2 separate regions of the Triticum aestivum genome follow, and region 1 is linked to region 2. A link is a contact called in public Hi-C data. All regions are on one chromosome and are shown on one strand. Each heading gives the region's core, a stretch centred on a gene start, on an enhancer-like site or on the middle of the called end of the contact. The rest is flanking DNA. Distances are from core to core; before and after follow the strand shown.

Region 1 (7,659 bases), core at 355-2,854, 43 kb before region 2:
TAAAAGCTTTATTAACTAGATAAAACCAAAGATCACATCTGTGCATCTCAGAAAAAAAGGTAAGAAACATAATCCTTTTGCTGGCTTGGTTATTGGTTACTAACATTCATGAAAATGGCTGTGTGCATCATGAGGATGTAGAGGCCGGGGTCTTCCCCCCTTTTTGGAAAAAAAAACTAGTATTCATAAAAGATGATATGCATGGTTGACTGAACTTTAAAATTTTACCACGTTCATATCATGATCTGATCTGTGACATGATATGTTCAGATAATAAAAGGAACAAGAAGAAACTACCACAACGTCATATGAGGGAATTGTGTGATAATGACCTGTTCAACCAATCTGAGCTTCTGAACCTTCTCCTTGTCGAGGATTTTGATAGCAACAGGCTCCATAGTTTCAGTGTTCTTTGCGAACCTGACCTTTGCAAAGGTCCCTTCCCCGATGGTGCGGCCGAGCTCATACTTGCCGACACGGCGCTTCACCTTTGGTGACAATGCGGCTCTCTTGGCCCGATACATCTTCCAACAGCCGAAGGTTACTTTCAACCTTCAAAATGCTCCTGAACGACCTGCAGTCGCGCAATGAAATCAGGCTTTGGACACTATGAACTTGGTATTGATTTGGTATCATGAGGCAGCCTTTACCATCTTTCCCAAAAAGGATAAAGGAAGAACAGCAGAAGTAGCGTAGATCCTAAAGATCCCAGGAAGACTAAACAACACCTGATCATCATCATCAATATAAAATGACCAGCCTAGTCCAAAACACTCAACCCACTTTGACTTTTACTAATATAAAAGGTGGCATAGACATATCTACAAACAAAAAAAAAGGTGGCGAAGACCATGAGATGCATCATCCCAAACTAAACGCATGTTCCTGCGGCCGAAAGGCAAAAAATTCATGAAAAGTAGTACATGGCAGGTACTACATAGATGGAGGCCACATAGACATAGCATAGGAAGAATCTCCAGTTGGTAACCTATGATCCTACCCGACAGTCACCTAAGATGACAAAACATTTTCAGAAAGCAGGTTACAGATATGTACTGGTTACTGCTGCTTTTTGGAGTAAGGTACATAATCCTCGCTCAAAGAAGTATGTGTACTACTCAAATGAACAGAGCAAAGAGAAATGAGTCGTCGTAAAATCATTCACAGGGCATGAAACCAATGAGCTAGCAAATGCGCATGAAGCTCAGCGCATAATCTGCACACTTACTGCTACCTCCTCGACTAGCACAAGAAATGCAAAATTCGCACACGCACAGTAGGGAACAGATAGATTCAGGGGTAGGCGCTTGCGGCTTACCTTCAACGCGACGAGCTAGCAGACAGCGCGCGGGTGGAGGCGGAGCTTAGCAGCAGATGCAGCTAGGAGGTAGCGAGGGTGGGTCTGAGGAGGAAGAGGAAGCTGTTGCTGTGGATGCAGAGGAGGAAGAGGGAGGTGTCGTGCTAAATAAGGAGGGAGGGAGGAGGTGGGGGCTGACACGTACGTGCTCGCACAGCTAGAGTAGCACCACCACGAGAAAAGGACATGGGGATCGATCGGGATGGATGCGAGCAGAGCAGCCGCTGCTGGCGTACGTAAGTTTGATTGCCGACGCTGCCTTGCCACCCTTTCAGTTCCCAAGGGCTGCATGGCCTATCCTTTTCGTCCCCTTCGTTCTACTGCTGCTTTTCGATTCTACTAGGGGGATACTAGTGGTATTTTCTACTTACTCCAGGAAGAAGAACATCGTGTGCACCAGAGACCAGGCCAGAGTATGTAGATAAGTTTGTGCTCTTATCAGAGCCAACCATGCATGCTAAGGCTCGCGAACTCGCCCTTGGTCACTCGCTCATTTTTCGTATGGTAACCTTTAACTATGCATACAAAACTTTGCACGTATGTATAAGGTATTAAAATTTACAGCCGGTGCAGCAAACCTAAAGCGTACACCACATGTACACGTTTTAGAAGCCGGCAACATCATCGAACCGCAGACCCATCTTCAGTAAAGAGATCCACGTCATCCTGTCAGTCCGGCCATCGTCCGTCGACGCCACCGCGGCGCCCAACAACACCACCTCCCTGCGTGCAAACTTCTGAACACCTCGCGGTCGCCGCCGGTACACCGCAACACCATACCACCAAGTACCACCAGCCGACACAGCTTGAAGTCTCTAGAAAATCTGTCGTGCGTAGCACCTGCCGAACAGGCATGACACAACATAGCACCTGTCGGTCAGGCATGACTTGACATCTCCACCGAAGCTCCGTGCAAGATGAAGCCGCTCCACCTCTTGCCTCTATTTTCCAGCGCTGCTCCACAAACGATGCTCCCAAGAGAGAAACGACACCGCAGTGCCACCATCGTCCGATCTGGAAGACCAGATCCTAGGGTTTCACCCGGAGCAGCACGAGTGGGTAGACAATAGTTACAGGACGATGCCTTCATCAAGGTAATGTCGCAGAACACCGGCATCGCCCGCCATCAGGTCGGTTTTCATTGACAACTATGTCTCCCCGACTCGCACCTGGGACTAGATGACGGATCTCGAGATCCGACCACCTAGTCTCAGGCCGACCACCTCCGACTTAGGAGATGACCACCACCATGGAGTCTTCGTCTGGAGCTCGCTTCATATCCAGCCGTCTACGCGAGAGGTAAGTTTCCACTTCCTCCTCGCGGCAATTGGTTTTGAAGTTGTGTGGCCTTCAAGGCACCACTAGCGAGTAATCACCCGGTCATTAACGCCACCCACGCTCCCTCAGATTCCAGTCATAGTCCTTCAGATGACTGTCACATATCATCATCTTCCGGCTTGCATGTAAGCACCCCGAGAGGTGTTGTGTGAGCAGACGAGAGGCATGTGAGCGCGCCCACACTTCTCACCAGAAGCACGCAGCTTGATGGCCTCCAGCCATCTGCGACCTCCTCAACTGGCCTCTTAATGGCGATCGTGACAACCTATAAAAGGACATCACGGCCTCCCCTCTCTCCCATTGCCCTCTCCGACGCCTCTCAAATCTCTCTAGCTTAACATCGTTTCACCATTTCCTCTCCAAAACATGTCGCGGAAAACATTGACAGATGCCCTAGTCCCGTTCTAGTAGCATCTGAAAGTGGGCATTGCCGACCTCGTTAGGGATGAGGCGGATTTGGGACCTCCCGCCCTGCCAGCCCCGCCCCCGTTGTGGACGTATGACCGGCCTGGGACAAGCGCTGTCGGTGTCAAAACCGGCCGATCTCAGGTAGGGGGTCCCGAGTTGTGCGTCTGAGGATCGAAGGTAACAGGAGGCAGGGGACACGATGTTTACCCAGGTTCGGGCCCTCTTAATGGAGGTAATACCCTACTTCCTGCTTGATTGACTTTGATGAGTATAGGGGTTACAAGAGTCGATCTACCTCGAGATCGTAATGGCTAAACCCTAGATGTCTAGCCTATATGATTTATCTTAGCCCCCAGCCGGCCCCCAGCCGAATACAACTCTGGAGACCCATACGGCTCCGGAATCGAGCGAGCAGCCCCCTTTAAGGGAGGGGGAGTACCGACTCCACCGGCAACCTCCATCAATCTGGAGGTGCCGGACACTTTCAAGGAAGCACTTCGACGTGCTTCCGTCGTGGAGGAGCACCGTACCCTGATGAGTACGGTGGTTGAGAAGGTTCAGTCCGCCAAAAGCGGACTGAACGAAGCTTTCACTAGCCTGTTAACGGGTTTTGAGGTATACGACATAATATTCTTAGCCGCTTTTATATGTGCAAAAAGTATGACTGTGTATAGATAGTAGCCCCTGAGATCTGTTCGGTTTTTTGGAAAAAGGGGTCGGACAGAGGATCAAATATTCGCCGGAGATGACACACTTATCTATTTTGATAAACATGCTTCACTATTAGCGGCTTCAGCCAAGGACGCTGAAGTTTTCGAACTCCAGCAGAAACTGAAGCTGGCTGAAGATGAGATCGACCGTGTGAACAAGCAGTTCGATGAGGCCCAAGGTATGCTTTTAAAAGACCCCTTACAAGCCTGAATTGTAATGCAAACTCAGAGTTTAAGATCATGTGCTGCTATGTGTATGATTTTAGGCAGTGCTACCGAGGTCGAGACCCTCAAGAGTGCCCTTGCCGAAGCCAAGGAGGAGGCGAGGGCGAGCAAGGCGGCCGCAGACAAAGCAGCTGCGGAATTAAAGGCCGAACAGGTCGCCCGCCGCCAGTATGAGGAGAGGGTGATCGAAGTGGAGCAAGCGCTCCAGGATGCCGCCAACAAGTGTGAGGCCTTGGAGGAGAGTAATAAGGCCCAAGCGGCCGAACTTACCAAGGCTCTTCAAGAGGCAAAAGAGGCGCGGACCGAGTCTAGGGCGGCTCGCGAGGAGATCAGGCAAGCCGAACAGATAGCGGCTGGTAAGCCTTTTCTTTTACAGAGTATATTTGGCGGTCGAAGTATGCTTTGCTAAATCGACTATGGAGTGCTCTAGACTCCTTTGCGGATCTCCCGAGGAGTGCTGCCGACGCCGCTCAGTATTTCCGGGCCCAAGAAGGGAACACGACGGAGAAGCTCTTCCGGTCACAGTACTTGGCGCCGGAGCGGCCAGCGTTGCTAAACAACCAGATGATGCAGCTGGCAGAGCTGCATCGGATGTCTGGTTTGGCCATGAAGGACCTCGTAGTCCGGCTATGGCCAGCCGGACCCATTCCGAGCAGCTACTTCGGCCTAGTCAAGCGGCTCGGCGACGCCTTGCCCCGAGTTGAGGCTGTGAAGCGCTCGGCGTGCATAGAAGGTGCGTGGATGGCCTTTTCCCGTGTCAAGATGCACTGGGCGAAGATAAAAGCCGCCGTCGTGGCAGTTGAAGGTCCGCCCGGCGGCAAGGACCACCGCAAGCTGGAGCGCTATTTTGAAGATGTCCTCGAGGGTGCCTGTTTGATAGAGGGTCAATGCTCGAAGGATATTATGTTCGAGTGAATGTATCCGAACTGCCCCGACCTTGTGTTATAAACGAAGACTTTGTAATGTCTTTATGCTTTTATCCGAACTACATACCTCCTGTGTGGTCGTATTTTATTATTCTTGAAAGTTTGCCAGTCATCGGCTTCAGCCCCCACGTAGATGCTGCGGGGGTGTTCATAATAACGTGTAATCACTCTTGACACAATGTCTTGGTCCGTAAAGGAGGTGACTTACGTAACGAACCAGGCAATCAGACTATGCGGCTTTAGCACTTTCACTTAGCCATAGGAGTTTGACCATGGGGCTAAGAACTAGCCCCTGGTGTGCATGCGGCTTTCCGAACTGGGATGCCTTTAGGCGCGTGACCGAACCGAAGTCAGTCCTTCATATAATATGGAAAAAATCGCGAGAGATTTGTATTAAGTCGCCGAATAGCCAACCAACTCCCGCTGTATCATGACAGTCAGTTTTTGGCTTTCTCTACTGAGGTGTTTGACCAGACAAATCAGAAACACAATCGCAGTAGTTCTCCCTTTACTACCTTAGCCGAACAAGCGGAACGTAAGATGGTAACCACAGGAGCCGGGCAACCCAACTATTGACCAAAGACATGATTCGGAACCGATGCATATAATGCGATATTCGGGACGCCGAAGTGTACTATGAAACTGTTTGGACTTTTTTGTTTTTGGACATTTGTGGCCGAATACAGCCCCTGGAAATTAATGTCAATGTGTATATGTCAATCAGTCGTTAAGACGGGATACAGATGACAGATTAGGCCAATACCGAATAAGGTAGGGCAAGAAAATGTTTCTGCTATATTCTGATTCGTACGTCAAACGTACTCTTATAGAGAATGCCATATTTATCGAGGCTATTTTACATGCCAAGAATTTGAGAACAAGAGAAAGCTCTTACGGGTCCTAAAAAAGGGAAGGTGATCTAGAAGATCCTTTGGACACTCTGCCGCACGTCTGCGCTGCTTTCCGCCTTGGTGTAGGATCCTTTGAGAGGATCAACGATCGAGTATGCATAAGGGGCCTGAAAAAGGGCCATTGGTACCATCGAAAGGTGATGTGGGTTGTAAAGAACCTGAAAAAAATAAAAATAAGAAGAAAAAAGGAAGGATATGACGGTCCGAATAGGGTCGAGCCGTATTGTGGACTTTGTTTTTAGTGTGCCTCCGTCCTTGCCCATGGTATTTTTAGTGCGTAATTATGGACGCACGGTACATATGCCGCAACCAGGTTAGGTCTTTGACGGAGGCCGAATTGCTAATCTAGCTCTGGACGAGCCGGACTGTTATTCTCCATGGTAGACCGGACTCGTTTGACAGTGTCCGGTGGCTTGACTGCCGATATAGTATTCGACTTGATAAGGCCACCCTGTACTTCGGCTGCGAGGGCCGCGGTATGCTCCTCAGTACGGAGGGAGCGCTCCATGTTTCCATTGACTGTTATAACGCCACGTGATCCTGGCATCTTGAGCTTTAGATAAGCGTAGTGCAGGACTGCATTGAAACAGGTGAAAGCGGTTCGTCTGAGCAGTGCATGATAGCCACTGCGGAAGGGGACGATGTCGAAGATCAAGTCTTCACTACGGAAATTATCCGGTGAACCGAAGACTACTTCCAGCGTTATGGACCCTGTGCAATAGGCCTCGACGCCGGGTATCACTCCTTTGAAGGTGGTTTTAGTGGGTTTGATTCTTGACGGATCAATACCCATTTTGCGGACAGTGTCCTGATAAAGCAGGTTAACGCTGCTGCCGCCGTCCATAAGGACTCGCATAAGATGGAATCCGTCGATGATTGGATCGAGGACCAATGCTGCCGAACCTCCGTGGTGGATACTGGTCGGATGGTCTCTGCGATCAAAAGAGATCGGGCAAGCCGACCATGGGTTGAATTTTGGAGCGACTGGCTCTATGGCGTGAACGTCCCTGAGTGCGCGCTTGTGCTCCCGCTTGGGGATATTAATGTCTACTACACAACCTTGTTCTTGTAGAAGTTGTTGGGCCTCCAAGTGCAGAGGTTTGTAGGACAGTAGCAAATTTCCCTCAAGTGGATGACCTAAGGTTTATCAATCCATGGGAGGCGTAGGATGAAGATGGTCTCTTTCAAACAACCCTGCAACCAAATAGCAAAGAGTCTCTTGTGTCCCCAACACACCCAATACAATGGTAAATTGTATAGGTGCACTAGTTCGGCGAAGAGATGGTGATACAAGTGCAATATGGATGGTAGATATAGGTTTTTGTAATCTGAAAATATAAAAACAACAAGGTAACTAGTAATAAAAGTGAGCGAAAACGGTATTGCAATGCGTTGAAACAAGGGCTAAGGTTCATACTTTCACTAGTCAAGTTCTCTCAACAATAATAACATAATTGGATCATATTACTATCCCTCAACATGCAACAAAGAGTCACTCCAAAGTCACAAATAGCGGAGAACAAATGAAGAGATTATGGTAGGGTATGAAACCACCTCAAAGTTATCCTTTCTGACCGATCTATTCAAGAGTCCGTAGTAAAATAACATGAAGCTATTCTTTCCGTTCGATCTATCCCAGAGTTCGTACTAGAATAACACCTTAAGACACAAATCAACCAAAACCCAAATGTCACCTAGATACTCCAATGTCACCTCAAGTATCCGCGGGTATGATTATACGATATGCATCACACAATCTCAGATTCATCTATTCAACCAACACA
Region 2 (6,970 bases), core at 2,981-5,480:
GTTGTTATGCGGTCTGACCGATAAAGATCTTCGTAGAATATGTGGGAGCCAATATGAGCATCCAGGTTCCGCTATTGGTTATTGACCGGAGACGTGTCTCAGTCATGTCTACATAGTTCTCGAACCCGTAGGGTCCGCACGCTTAACGTTTCGATGACAGTTATATTATGAGTTTATATGTTTTGATGTACCGAAGGTTGTTCGGAGTCCCGGATGTGATCACGGACATGCCGAGGAGTCTCGAAATGGTCGAGACATAAAGATTGATATATTGGAAGCCTATATTTGGATATCGGAAGTGTTCCGGGTGAAATCGGGATTTTACCGGAGTACCGGGAGGTTACCGGAACCCCCCGGCAACATAATGGGCCTTAGTGGGCCTAGGTGGAAGAGAGGAGAGGCGGCTAGGGCTGGGCCGCGCGCCCCTCCCCCTAGTCCGAATAGGACAAGGAGAAGGGGGCGGCGCCCCCCTTCCTTCTTCTCCCTCTCCACTTTCCCCCCTCCCAAGTCCTAATCCAACTAGGAAAAGGGGGGGAGTCCTACTCCCGGTGGGAGTAGGACTCCTCCTGGCGCGCCCCAAGGCTGGCCGCACCTCTCCCCCTTTGCTCCTTTATATACAGGGGCAGGGGGCACCCCATAGACACAACAATTGATCTATTGATCTCTTAGCCGTGTGCGGTGCCCCCCTCCACCATATTACACCTCGATAATATCGTAGTGGTGCTTAGGCGAAGCCCTGCGTTGGTAGAACATCATCATCGTCACCACGCCGTCGTGCTGACGAAACTCTCCCTCAGCACTCGGCTGGATCGGAGTTCGAGGGACGTCATCGAGCTGAACGTGTGCTGAACTCGGAGGTGCCGGGCGTTCGGTACTTGATCGGTCGGATCGTGAAGACGTACGACTACATCAACTGCGTTGTGTTAACGCTTCCGCTTTTGGTCTATGAGGGTACGTGGACAACACTCTCCCCTCTCGTTGCTATGCATCACCATGATCTTGCGTGTGCGTAGGATTTTTTTTGAAATTACTACGTTTCCCAACAATTTCGTCCTTTTTATTTAAACTTGTTTTGAAATGTATGCAAATAGCATTGAATGGTCGACTTCCACATCCGTGTCTACGGTCGAATGCGGTGTTTGATTTGCGGGTCAGTGTTGAAAGTTGCCCTGAAACCTGTAACCACGTAGTACACAATGGCAAGGAGGCCGTGGAACACTACCCTCAGTGAGAGCAAAGTATAATAAAATGGTATAAACAGACTATAAGGATTTTAAATATTATATTCTTTTCGAGTTGACGGAGAGAGAAGAGAATAGATGGAGAGAGAAGAGAACAAGTTGACTATATATTAAAATAGTGATCTAAACGCTCTTATAGTTCTTTATATAGAGGAAGTACATAATTGTTGGGTAGAGCCGGCGGTTAGTTTTACTATTAGGCTGGTTGTAATGGGGAGTATCATATAGTAGTGTCATGCATATGATATTAGTGTATGATACTACCTCCCTAATGCATAGTATCATATATTAGTATCATGTAGTACTTTATTTATTGCCATGCATGACACATATTAGCATAGCATTTATTATGATACAGTATCATGATATGATACTCAATGCTCTCTTTCTTCATTTAATTTTATGACAACTCATCAAAATTATCTATTTAGTAGCATGAGTACTAGCTATGATACTATCATTACGACAAGCTTAACCATGAGGACCCAATATCTCACCTGCCACCTGGGACCATAGCCATGTGCACATGAATGCATGGCCATAGTTCTCTCATGCATCCGACTTCACTCCGTGCATTCGGTTTATTCAGTTTATATGGTTCGTTTTATACGGTTTTTGGGTTTGTACAGTATTAATATTTCGGTAAATATGGTATGAGATTAAAATAATGTCCGATTCTGATATTGTTTGATATATCCATAATAATCAAAGTTGACACGAATTTGAAAATGATGTAATAATAATTTACAATTTTATGACTCAAAACTCAAATAGTATATAAGTATATATATAAGGATATATATATACATGGATTAATTCATATCTTGGTGGTTATGGACGTGCTTAGCATTTTTTAGAAAAAAATGACTATGTTACACGGAAAATGCACGTGCTTATTAGGCAATCTGGCTCATGTACAAGAAATGCGGCAACTCATATGGTTGTTCGCCTCAAAAAATGTAAATATATCTTTTATTTCGGTTTATTTGATTAACCGTTTGGTTTTTCGATATATACTATAAAAATGGAAGTTCAAAACGGTATGAAAAAAATTATACCACACATAAAAACCGTAAAATTGGTTTGGTTTATTTTGGTATGGTTTTTCGGTTCGGTTTCAAAATGCACAGAGTGAATCCGGTTGCACGCCTTCAGTTCCGTTAGCATTGCGCTTGCGTTTTTCCCCGGGAAGAAGGTACATATGTTTATGTTCGAACGAGGATTTGCGGCACGCAGGTGCGTGGCCACTCAGGTCTTGTTGCCGGTTTTTTATTTTGGCTTTCAATTTTTGAAGTTTTATATCTTATAAAAAAATAAAATTAAGTTATGTTTTCATATTCGTGTTTCTCGTGACCAGCACTTTGAACTAAGATCCATTTTAAATAGTATATTTTGACGACTTTTTACAAAAAATGTGAAGTTTCAATGTTGAAACTTAGTATGAGGGTCCGATAAAATTATTTTGTGTCTATGGCCAACAGAAAAATTGCTTTATATCTCTAAAACTTGTTGAAATTTTGCATTTTTACATGCAAAAACCGTAAGTTTCATTGTTGGAACTTAAAGCTTTTTGAGGAATTTCCTTTCTTATTGTGCCCTCCCGCAGGATTCAACTGCTTCGCGAATCGCGAGGCAAATCAAGCGGGCGGCAGGCCTTGGAAGGCGAGTGCCCCTGCACTCGCCTGCCCTGCGAATTTCCGGTTTGTATTCGCCTATATCCGGAGTGCTATGTTGATTCAGTGCACACATGTTCAGGTGAGTCCATGCGTGTATTCCCCTACATTTTTCTCTCTAGTGACGTCGCTCTATCCTGGCTCAGTTCCTAAATATATAAGTCTTTTTAGATATCTCAATATGGACTACACACGTTTATATACATTCGTATGTAGTCCGTAGTGAAATCTCTTAAAGGTCTTATATTTAGAAACGAAAGGGAGTATATGTGTTCGGTGTTTGTTCTTTTTCACCCCTTTTTTTCTGAAAACTGGAAAGAGGCAACTATGTTTTTGTTAAAGGAAAGGAGGCAACTATGTTGGTTGGACGGATCAAGTGGTAATGCCTTTTTGTTCCCGTTTCTGTATTATTAATTCCGGTATGCGCGCTGTGAAGCTTTTTGTAGCCATGAGTATGTGGACGTCGACCTTTTTCTCCTCGGCGGCTCAAGACAAGAATGGCCACCTGCGCAAGCAAGATTCTGTGTAGGCTTTTGGCATTGCATCGATGTAAAGAGAATGGATGATCGGTTTTTTATTGCGCTAGCTTGGGTGGCTGCTTTCTTCTATCATTGCCTCCATGTCTGCTATGGTAGGCTGTCGGAGTTCAAAATTTTACAGGTAGCTGTTGTAGTTGCTGACCATAAAATTGGTCGACTTGTTGGAGTGGCGAGGGGCCAGGAGATTCACCCGTGTCACTTGCGTGTGCCCTGCGAAGAAGGAAGCTTCGTGGCAGCTGCGTGCATGGCCTTGGATGGAACTTGGGAATGCGTGGACATGGTCGACGAGTGAAATCCATGCTAATTCTGGCCACAGATCCAAGAGAGGACTATCGATCACCCGTAACAAACTGCGAATGCACAGCGCGGGCTTCTCTACCCGTCGAGCGTAGATTGATAGTATGAGGTGCCTGTTTGATCATTTAATTTTAATCTCTCGAAAAAAAAACCGTGTGATGGGGCGCGTGAGGCCATGCATGGGATGGGAGGAGCTACTACACAGAAATTTGGTACGAGCTTGCCGTCCAACTTAACTCGCGGCCGTTGTCACGACGCGCATCAGCATCGGCAGTAGCAAAGATGAGATAGCGCCCACAGAGAGAGAAGATGACGGTCGACGACGGAAGACGCCAGATCCGGCACGCAAGATCAGCATCGGACTCCTCAGTCGATCGACCAGCCAGCCATGTACGCTGCTCTGCTGCAAGAGCTATCCTGGGTTGCTTTCGCGTATGGCTGCCCCTTTTAATTAGCTGCCATGCCATGCCATGCCAGTGCGGCTAGCAGGGTGGCCACGCAGCGTAGAACGCACCCGCAAACGTAAACCGAGCAGCAACCAACGGGACGTCGCGGGGGCCGCGGCGAGGGGGCGATGGGGATGGACGAAGCTTCCTGGCAGCTGCGCGGAACGGACAAAGGGTCACCACACGAGCCAGCATTGAAAAGGACCTGGACCTGGCCCCGGCCCCGCGCCGCTCGTGGCCCACGCGCGCCCCGATCAATGGATCTCGGTCCCGCCCGCCCGCCCGTCTATCATATTCCTACCTACCGTCGACAGATATCCGTACGGATCCGGCGTCGTGGAGGGCCTTCTCGCTTCGCATGGCGGTCAGATCCAGTGCCTTATCGAGCCCCGTTGTGCTTATCTATCTATCTCGAGGCGGCCAACCGGCCGGGCTCGTGTTAAACCTTCACTGGCTGGACTGGAGTTGATCCAGAGTGTGCGTGCGGCCGGCTGCGGTCAAAACTTGCGGGCTGACTGACTGACTGACGCACGGCCGTCCTGTATGTTCGGCCGACGGGGATATATGCCGTCTCGGGCGAAAATGGACCCAGTGAGTGAATTTGCATTTGAGTTTTGCCCGCTTCGTAGAGCGTACAGTACGTCTTCGTACGAGACTCGTCGATTGGCTGTGCGATGGAGGAATTTGATGATTTTGCATCGTCGTACTACGAACAACCTGGTACCCGTCGCTGGCTGCTACCCGGCTCTTCTTCTCCATGCACATGCATGCAACCGGCCCGGAAGAAGGGGAGATTTCCGACTCATCATGGAGTGTCAGATTAGATTGTCACACCAGTCACCAGATTATCTTAAAATAGATTATCACCAAAGAGAGTGAGTACAGTACTACTAGTACCGATTGCCAGCCATGGACCTTGGCATATTCATGGACTGTACCTCCTGCCAACTGACGCGCACTGACGTGGTGAGCAGCCTTTTCTCTCTCTTTTTTACATCGTACTCCGGCTTTATGTCTAGTCAGCACCATCAGGCATCTCCAACCCGCCGACCCTCTGAGCAACCTCAACCTACCAACCCAAACGGACAAACATTTTATACTTTTTTTTTCAATTTGAGTCTGCCGCACGGACATATTTGTCCCTTTTTTATTTGGGTCAACCAGTGCGCCTAACGATAGTCAGGCCCATTTTTGACATGCCTGGACATTTTCTCAAACATGTAGCACGCAGGGGAGCTTGCAGCGCGCGAGGAGGCGATGCGACGGCTGCAGCAACACCAGCCTAGCGCGGGTGCGAGGCGAGGCCGGATGCAGCGGGCGACGCCGGGCGCGGCGAGCGCGACGGGGTGCAGCAGGGCGCGGCGGGGCGAGGCCAGGCTGATGAGCGCGACGGGGCCGGACGCTGCGGAGTGGGGCAAGGCGCGAGGCGAAGCCGGCGCGGGCAAGCCACGTCGAGGCGACCGATACCTCTCCAAAGTATCTATAATTTTTTATTATTTCATGCTATTATATTATCTGTTTTGAATGTTTTATATGCATTAATATGATATTTTATACTATTTTTGGGACTAACTTATTAACCTAGAGCCTAGTGTCAGTTTCTGTTTTTTCTTGTTTTTGAGTTTCGCAGAAAAGTAATACCAAACGGAGTCCAAACGGAATGAAAACTTCACGATGATTTTTCTTAGACCAGGAGACTTGGAGATGAAGTCGGAGGAGCCACGAGGCGGCCACAAAGACATAGGGCGCGCCAAGGGGGCAGGGCGCGCCCCCACCCTTGTGGGCCCCTCGTGCCTCTCCCGACCTAATTCTTTTGCCTATATATTGCCAAATATCCCCAAACCACCAGGGGAGTCCACGAAAACACTTTTCCACTGTCGCAACCTTCTGTACCCGTGAGATCCCATCCAGGGACCTTTTCCGGCACCCTGCCGGAGGGGGATTCGATCACGGAGGGCTTCTATATCAACCCTATTGCCCTTCCGATGAAGCGTGAGTAGTTTACCACAGACCTACGGGTCCATAGCTTGTAGCTAGATGGCTTCTTCTCTCTCTTTGATTCTCAATACCATGTTCTCCTCGATGTTCTTGGAGAATACTTTTGTGCGGTGTGTTTGCCGAGATCCGATGAATTGTGGATTTATGATCAGCTTATCTATGAATATTATTTGAATCTTCTCTGAATTCTTTTATGCATGATTTGATATCTTTGTAATTCTCTTCGAACTATCGGTTTGGTTTGGCCAACTAGATTGGTTTTTCTTGCAATGGGAGAAGTGCTTAGCTTTGGGTTCAATCTCGCGATGTCCTTTCCAAGTGAAAGTAGGGGCAGCAAGGCACATATTGTATTGTTGCCATCGAGGATAAAAACATGGGGTTTTCATCATATTGCTTGCGTTAATTCCTTTACATCATGTCATCTTACTTAATGCGTTACTCCGTTCTTTATGAACTTAATACTCTAGATGCATGCTGGATAGCGGTCGATGTGTGGAGTAATAGTAGTAGATGCAGAATCGTTTCGGTCTACTTGACACAGACGTGATGCCTATATTCATGATCATTGCCCTAGATATCGTCATAACTTTGCGCTTTTCTATCAATTGCTCGGCAGTAATTTGTTCACCCACTGTATTATTTGCTATTTTGAGAGAAGCCTCTAGTGAAACTTATGGCCCCGGGTCTATTTTCCATCATATAAGTTTCCGATCTATTATTTTGCAATCTTTTACTTTCCGTTCTATAAACCAAAAATACCAAAAATATTTACTTTA

The links. Hi-C and Micro-C count contacts between places; a contact is called where the count stands out from the background.
Region 1: a contact with region 2 is called in a Hi-C map of leaf, with 5 times the contacts expected there. The contact joins the promoter of LOC101290673 here to the enhancer-like site in region 2. A contact is called at or near these places in 2 of 5 Hi-C or Micro-C datasets (both in leaf).

Annotation. Positions count from the first base shown.
Region 1 is chr4D:312,993,323-313,000,981 of IWGSC CS RefSeq v2.1, reverse strand. LOC101290673 (CBL-interacting protein kinase 31) reads right to left here and starts at 1,604. Exons shown (of 15, transcript XM_044519419.1): 1 at 1,319-1,604; 2 at 333-574. The coding sequence starts at 524.
Region 2 is chr4D:312,953,526-312,960,495 of IWGSC CS RefSeq v2.1, reverse strand. No RefSeq gene overlaps it. Among protein-coding and RNA genes, the nearest start is that of LOC101290673, 42 kb to the left of the region's middle. Within about 2 kb of position 4,230, at least 8 of the 8 cell types and tissues checked have an H3K27ac peak or open chromatin away from gene starts, as enhancers often do. A contact at or near this core is called in leaf, where this site is marked.